Linked DNA regions of Oryctolagus cuniculus: region 2 is linked to region 1. A link is a contact called in public Micro-C data. All regions are on one chromosome and are shown on one strand. The core of a region is the stretch at or near the end of the contact, and the rest is flanking DNA. Distances in the headings are between cores, read along the strand shown.

Evidence for each region. A called contact is a pair of places that touch in the nucleus more often than the background predicts.
Region 2: a contact with region 1 is called in a Micro-C map of ear pinna, with 6 times the contacts expected there. The contact joins the promoter of PHF12 here to the promoter of NEK8 in region 1. A contact is called at or near these places in 2 of 6 Hi-C or Micro-C datasets (ear pinna and an unstated tissue).

The regions. Positions count from the first base shown.
Region 1 is chr17:44,225,114-44,228,224 of mOryCun1.1, reverse strand. It overlaps NEK8 (NIMA related kinase 8), which reads right to left and starts at 1,567. Exons shown (of 15, transcript XR_011383611.1): 1 at 1,415-1,567. The region is part of intron 1 of TLCD1 (TLC domain containing 1); the gene reads left to right.
Region 2 is chr17:44,438,289-44,441,399 of mOryCun1.1, reverse strand. PHF12 (PHD finger protein 12) reads left to right here and starts at 1,476. Exons shown (of 15, transcript XM_002718916.5): 1 at 1,476-2,133; 2 at 2,780-2,961. The coding sequence starts at 2,068.

The sequences.
Region 1 (3,111 bases), core at 318-2,817:
TTAGATCTTGAATCCTCCTCTTACTAAGTATGTGACTTGCATATAGTAGGTGACATCACCTGGAAAACAGGGCCGCTGAGAGGATCAAATGAGAAAAATGCGTGTCAAGCACTTAGCACCGTGCCTGGCACATAGGAACAGGTCAGTGAGTGGAAGCCATTCTTACCGTTATTTTATTTCACCTCATGGCTGATGTCCACTACATCCCTAGTGCACAGCCCAGGATTCAGCACACAGGAGCTTACCAAATGTTTCCTGATGGAATGGCTGTAACTTGACCATCTAAGCCTTGAATTTTCAGGGTCAGATCCCTCCTCTGAGCCTCGGGCTCATATAGCTGGCTACGAGGCATCCCGAATTTTAACAAATTCAAAATGAAACCTTTGATTCCTGCCCCTTAACCTTTCCTCCCTTGTCTCTCCCTCAGTTGGTGGGTGACAGTACCGTTCCTGTTATTAAAATCAGACGCAGAATCTGAAAATCATCCCAGAATCCTTCCTCCAGCTCACGCTAACACATCAGCAAATCTTGTGGCTACCTCCTAGATACTGTAAACCCACCCAATCCTCCCTGGGTCCTCTGCTATAACCCTTGTCCAGGTCATTTTAGTGCAGACTAAAATGCTGTACTAGCCTCCACTCCCCTCACTCTCAAATATAAACTCCAGAAGCAGCCGGTGGCATTTTAAAAATGCAATCCACATGAGAACGTCCCCTGCTGCAGAAGTCCTGTCATACTGCAAGTACATTCAACCCCTTCGCCCTGGCTAACGAGGCCGGAACAGATCGCCGCGTGACCATCGCATTTTACACCGCTCCCTTCTTTGCCCACTACCTTCCAACCTGAGTCTTTCCCTCAGGGCTCCGAATTCTCCTCCGCCCACGCCATTTCCGCCATTTCCCCGGGGTGCAAGCTCTTCCCTCACGTCACATCACTGCTGCTCGCTGCTCAAGTCCCTGCTTTGAGTTGAATCTCACTTCTCAGAGAACTCCTCCTCGACCGCCCCAAATAAACAAACCCTCTCCCTGGTGTTGGACTCTATCCTCGCTGCCTGGTAATAACCGCTCGTAACTGCTCCTACTTTACAGGTGTTATTCATTGTGTAACTTTCCTACGGCCTGTGAGCTGACAGGGAAACGGCCACGCCTGTTTCGGTCCTAACTGTGTACTCTGCGCCCAGTCTGACACACACGGGCCAGCGCCTAAGCAATCTAACAGAACCCCGCCAGCACGCACAGGTGGCCAGGGGCGTGGCCTCACGGGGGCGGGGCCTCCGGTCCGGTACCGGAAGTCTGGGCGGGGCTTCCCAGAGTGGCGCTCACTCCTCGGGGCGGGGCGCGATTTCGCGGTCAAAGTTAGGGCCTATTACCATCTCTCTCCCCTGGCAGTTTCCTCCCCCAGAGCCCTGGCTCACCCGAAGGCACCTCGCCCCACAACTCGGATCCGCTCGTACTTCTCCATCTCATCTCCCAGAGTTACACTTCCGGAACCTCGCTTGTCCCCGCCGCGGCGCATGCGCGGCCCTGCCCACGGGGTGCCCCGCCCCCCGCGCGGGACGCTAAGGGCGGGGCGGGGCCGGAGGGAGCGGCGCTGGGTGTGGGCTCCGCGGGCGGGCGTGCGCTGCGCTGGCTACTGCGCCGGGTTCCCTCGTGGACCTGCCACCCACGCAAAGAAGGCAGTCCGCCGCTTTTTAGCACGTCCCGCAGCGGCCAGCAACGGCGCCGGCCACTTCCCACCTATGGTCGGGCCCCGCTCTCGCGAAGCTGCTTAGATGAGAGGGGTGCCTGCCCGGAGAGTTGCCCCTCTCGGGCCGGGTGGGCGCCGAGAAGCAAGGACCGACAGCCTCGGCTGCCCGTGGGCGACGCTGTTTCCGAAGGCGCGCGAACGATAGACACGAGTGCAACTTAGCAGAAGCGGCGCTTTGGTGCCCTGGGGCGGAAGGAGGCTTGGGTTCGCGTTTGCCTGGGGAAGGGCCGGGAAAACCCCAGGTTGTGCAGGGGGAGTCCTCGGGGGAGGCCGGTACCAGCGGCGAGCCTCGCGCTTGTGCGCACTCCCGACGCGGCCGCCCGTGCAGGGGGACCTCAGCTCTGCCCCGGGCCTGGGGCCTGGAGTGCCGGTGCTCCCCGGCGCCTCCTGCTCTGCGGGAGCTCCACGAAAGCCCCGCGGTATGCAGAAAGGTGATCATTAGCTAGGGATGAGCGGGCGAGGACTGTAAGGAAAGGGGTGTCGGGTCTTTGCCCTGCCCCTCGAGAGGACCTGCGAACGCGCTCGGGGGCACGGGACACCGGAAAGGCCCTGGAAGGCCCCTCGGCCGCGGGCTCCAGCCAGCGTCGGCTGGCCAGGCTACCCTGTAAGCCGAGGGAAGGCCGCGGAGGGGCGGGGGAAGCAGCTCACCGGGGACGCTCGTGCTCTCGCCTAGAAACCGACGGGGCCCCTAGGAGCCGCCCTGGGATTAATGGGTAACCTTGGAGCCGCCAGGAGAGGCAGAGCAAAACACCCAGCCGCTTGGGTCTCTGCGCTCCACTGGTTTCCTGCGCCCTCTCTTCCCCCTTCCCCCACTGACTCCCCGACGCACACGCCCCCTCCGGCCCTCAGCTGCTCCTTTCGGCCCTGGCTCAGGTTATCCCCGAATCCCAGCTGCTCTGCTCGTCTGGCGGCGGGCGGGGACCCCGCGCCACGGTGAGGACAGGCTGACACCCAGCGGCCGGGAGCTGCAACTGCACCAGGCGGCGGTGGGCAGTGAGGGTCACCCCAGGAGCCGGGGACACGGGGGCAGTCTACCCCGCCCCGGCCTCCGGGGAGCCGGGGAAGGGCTGGGATAGCTGAACGAGGACTGTGACAGCCTCGTGGCCCCCGGAGCCCCAGGGCGGGCTGGGAGGAGAGTGGCGATGGGTGACTCAACAGTTCCTAAGCCATCACTCGCGAGAGGCGCGGGAGAGGCAGGTAAACAAGTCCGCCTCTGGCCGGGTGGAAGAAGAGGGTCTGGGCGGAGACCATCGTTCAGCGCACGGCTCCGACTCTTCCCCGGGACGCGGGCTGACGGGCCGTGGGCGTGCGGTGGGTCCCGCCCAGCTCTGCCCAGAAAGGAGTTGAGGGCGGAGAGTTCTCGAG
Region 2 (3,111 bases), core at 227-2,726, 210 kb before region 1:
TCTTAAAATTCCACACACTGGCATTCCCACTCTACATAACTTATCTTCCTTATTGTCCCAGGTGCAGTTAGTATCTTGTAGTGGACAGTGTCTGGCCTGGGGATCAAATTCGTTCAGAGAGAGAGAGAGAAAGGGGGAGGGGGGAGAGAAGCAATTGAAAAAAAAGTTTCATTCCCACGTCTGCCATAAATTCATTATGCGGCCTCTCTGTGCCTCTGGAAAGACGAGAATGAAATCAGATGGTCTCTCGGCCCCTCTCAGTTTTATGACTCTGAGAATGCGTGTGCCGTAACATTAGACATGGGCAGGACACCGCTGTCAATCATGCTACTTAAACGCCCACTTTTAGGCACAACGATGCGGTTCCCTTCTTCACTGCTTCATCTACCGTTGGGCAGCAATAACTGGTCACCTCTGCGGGCAATAGCAAGGGGAAGGGCGAGCGCCCTGGAAGAGAGCATGCATCCCCGCCCAGAATTCGAGGTGAGGCCCTAAGACTACAAATCCCAGCATGCAGCACGGAAATTCTCAAAAGCATCTTCCCGACAAGCGAATTACTCCTTTCCTTCCTTCCTACAGTATAGTGCGTTTCAAGCTCACGGAACTACGACTCCCACAGTCCATCAGACCCATCGCGATGCTTGCTCCCAGGGTGCCATGCGCTCCCGTCCGCCCTTTTGGACCCCCTGCGCATTGCAATCTGGGAGTGGGAGTCCTCTGTGGGCCGGTAGCTGGGCGTTGTCAGGGATTACAAACTCTAAGCCTCTTGAGCAGTTCTCAGAACGGTGGTCGAGAGAGGGTGGTAACGGGCAGGCGGAAGTCTCCATGGTGCCATCACCACGCAAGGCAGGGATGCTCGTTCTAAATTTAATTGTCGGGAGCAGGAGGGAAGTGGGGACGGCAGCCACCCAGCCAAAGCGTCGCTTTCTGTCGCACTGGCTTTTCTTTTCTCTTTATCAACATGGCGGCCTGGTCCAGCCACACCTGACGCTGGAACCAACTGTCCAGTCCAACACCTCTATGAATACTGCCATCACCAGCAGCCTACCAGCTCTGTCCAACATTCCTTGCCCCTTCCTGTTCATGCTTGAGGACTACAAGGACACGGCAGCCCTTATCCCATTACTAAAATGGCGAAAGGAGCAGCTTTCTTTGAGGGCCTGCAGGTGACGATACGCCTGCGCGGGAGGCGGTTGTGTTATGGGGCGGGAGGGGAGCATCCCCAACACGCCTGCGCGGGAACAGAGCCCTCTCGGTCTGCACACAAACACCAATGGATGAAGAGTCCTCGGGTTCCTGCGGCTGCGCTGTGACCCCTAGGAGCTTCCTCAGGCGCCTGCGCGAGACCTCGGGTCCCGCCCTTTTATCTCAGTACGCTGGCGCAGGGCAGGAAGGCGGGGCTCCGGGGCTCCAGACGAATGCCAGCGCGGCTGCGCGCTGGGGGGTACCCCCTCACCGCGGCTGCGCGGGAGCCCGGCCGCCGGCTGTCACTGCGGTTGCGCGCGGCGAGCGGCGATCCCCGGGCGCCTGCGCGGGTGGCTTTGCGGGCGCTCGCGGTAAGTTTGCGCCAAGTGCGCGGCAGCCGGGACGCAGACGGCGGCGGCGGCGAGAGGCGGAGCCCGGGGACCACCCCCCATCACCCTCCCCCCCAGTCACCTCACGTACCACAACCTCACCTAACCTCTCACCCCCCCCTCCGATCCCCCTAACCCCGGGATGGCAGCGCCCGCCAGCCTTCCCGGCCGGACCAGCGGTCGCCAGCGCCGGCTTTAGCCTGTGGGACTAGGCCCCGCCGAGGCCTGACCCCCGGAGCCGGGACCCACTGTGCAGCCAGCCGCCGGGCCGGGGCTGAGGGGCCGCTCCCCCCTCACGGCCCGCGGGGAGGACGCTGCCGTCCCAGGGACTGGGGGCCGGGGGGTGGGGGGGAGCCAGGGCGAGGAAGTCGGGACCCGTGTTGGGAAAAAAGAAGGGGAGCCGGGGTCAGGAGCACCCCCTCCCCCCGCCTCCCCCCTCCCCCCGGGGTTGGGGGGGCCGGAGCAGAGAGCGCCCAGCCCGGGAGGTGGATGAATGTGGGAGAAAATGGAGACCAAGACGATCGTGTACGACTTGGACACGTCGGGGGGGCTGATGGAGGTAAGAGTGGCCCTCCTCATCCCCTTCCCCCAGCGCCGGGAGGGAACCTCCGCCCTCCGCCCCACAAAGCCGGCCTGAGCTCGGAGCGCCAGAGGGCCAGGGGAGGGGGGTTTCTTCCCTGCTCAGCCTCTCCCTCCCATCTCGGCGATTCGGGGGGCTGAGCTCAGCCGCCGAGGACGTTTGCAGCAGTTTCACCTACCCGCCGCCCTCGATTCGCTTTCCAGAGGCGCCAGCCCACTCCATCGCGTTGCACCGGCGGGCCTCCCCACCCCCTTCTTGTCGGCCCCTTTGTGCTTCCTCCCGCACGTCCGGGTACCGGGCTTCGGGCCTCTCCCGAGCCAGGCTTTGGAGTCCCCCACTGTCCATACAAGGAAGTGGCGAGAAGGGAACCGCGCACCCTCTCCCCATCCCCCTACCCTGATCCTCCCCATTTGGAAGAAGCTGCGCTCGTTGTTGTGCTGCAGAAACGCGGTTGGGGTGGGCTCCCCCTGGTTCCGGGGGCTGAGCGGTTCTGGGAGCAGCCTGGATGGGAGGAAGAAGGACAAAAGGGGGGAGAGGGGTGGGTGACGGAGTAGCCGCGCCGGGGGGTCGACGGGCCGCCCGGGAGCTCCGAGTGTGCACACACGCCGTTTGTATGTGTGTGCAGCAAATCCAAGCTCTGCTGGCTCCCCCCAAGACGGACGAGGCGGAAAAGCGGAGTCGGAAGCCTGAGAAGGAGCCGCGGAGAAGCGGCAGGGCCACCAACCACGACAGCTGCGATAGCTGCAAGGAAGGTGGAGATCTCCTGTGTTGCGACCACTGCCCGGCCGCCTTCCACCTCCAGTGCTGGTAAGGGCTGGCCTCCTCTCGAGCCCCTCGGCGGACCGCTCTCCGCACATTCCTTCACCTGGCCTGCCCCTGCCTGCCGAAATAACGGGCGCCTGCAGCCGCTAGCTGACTCTCTGCAGCCGCTGGGGCGAGCGCCTCCCCGCCCCCAGG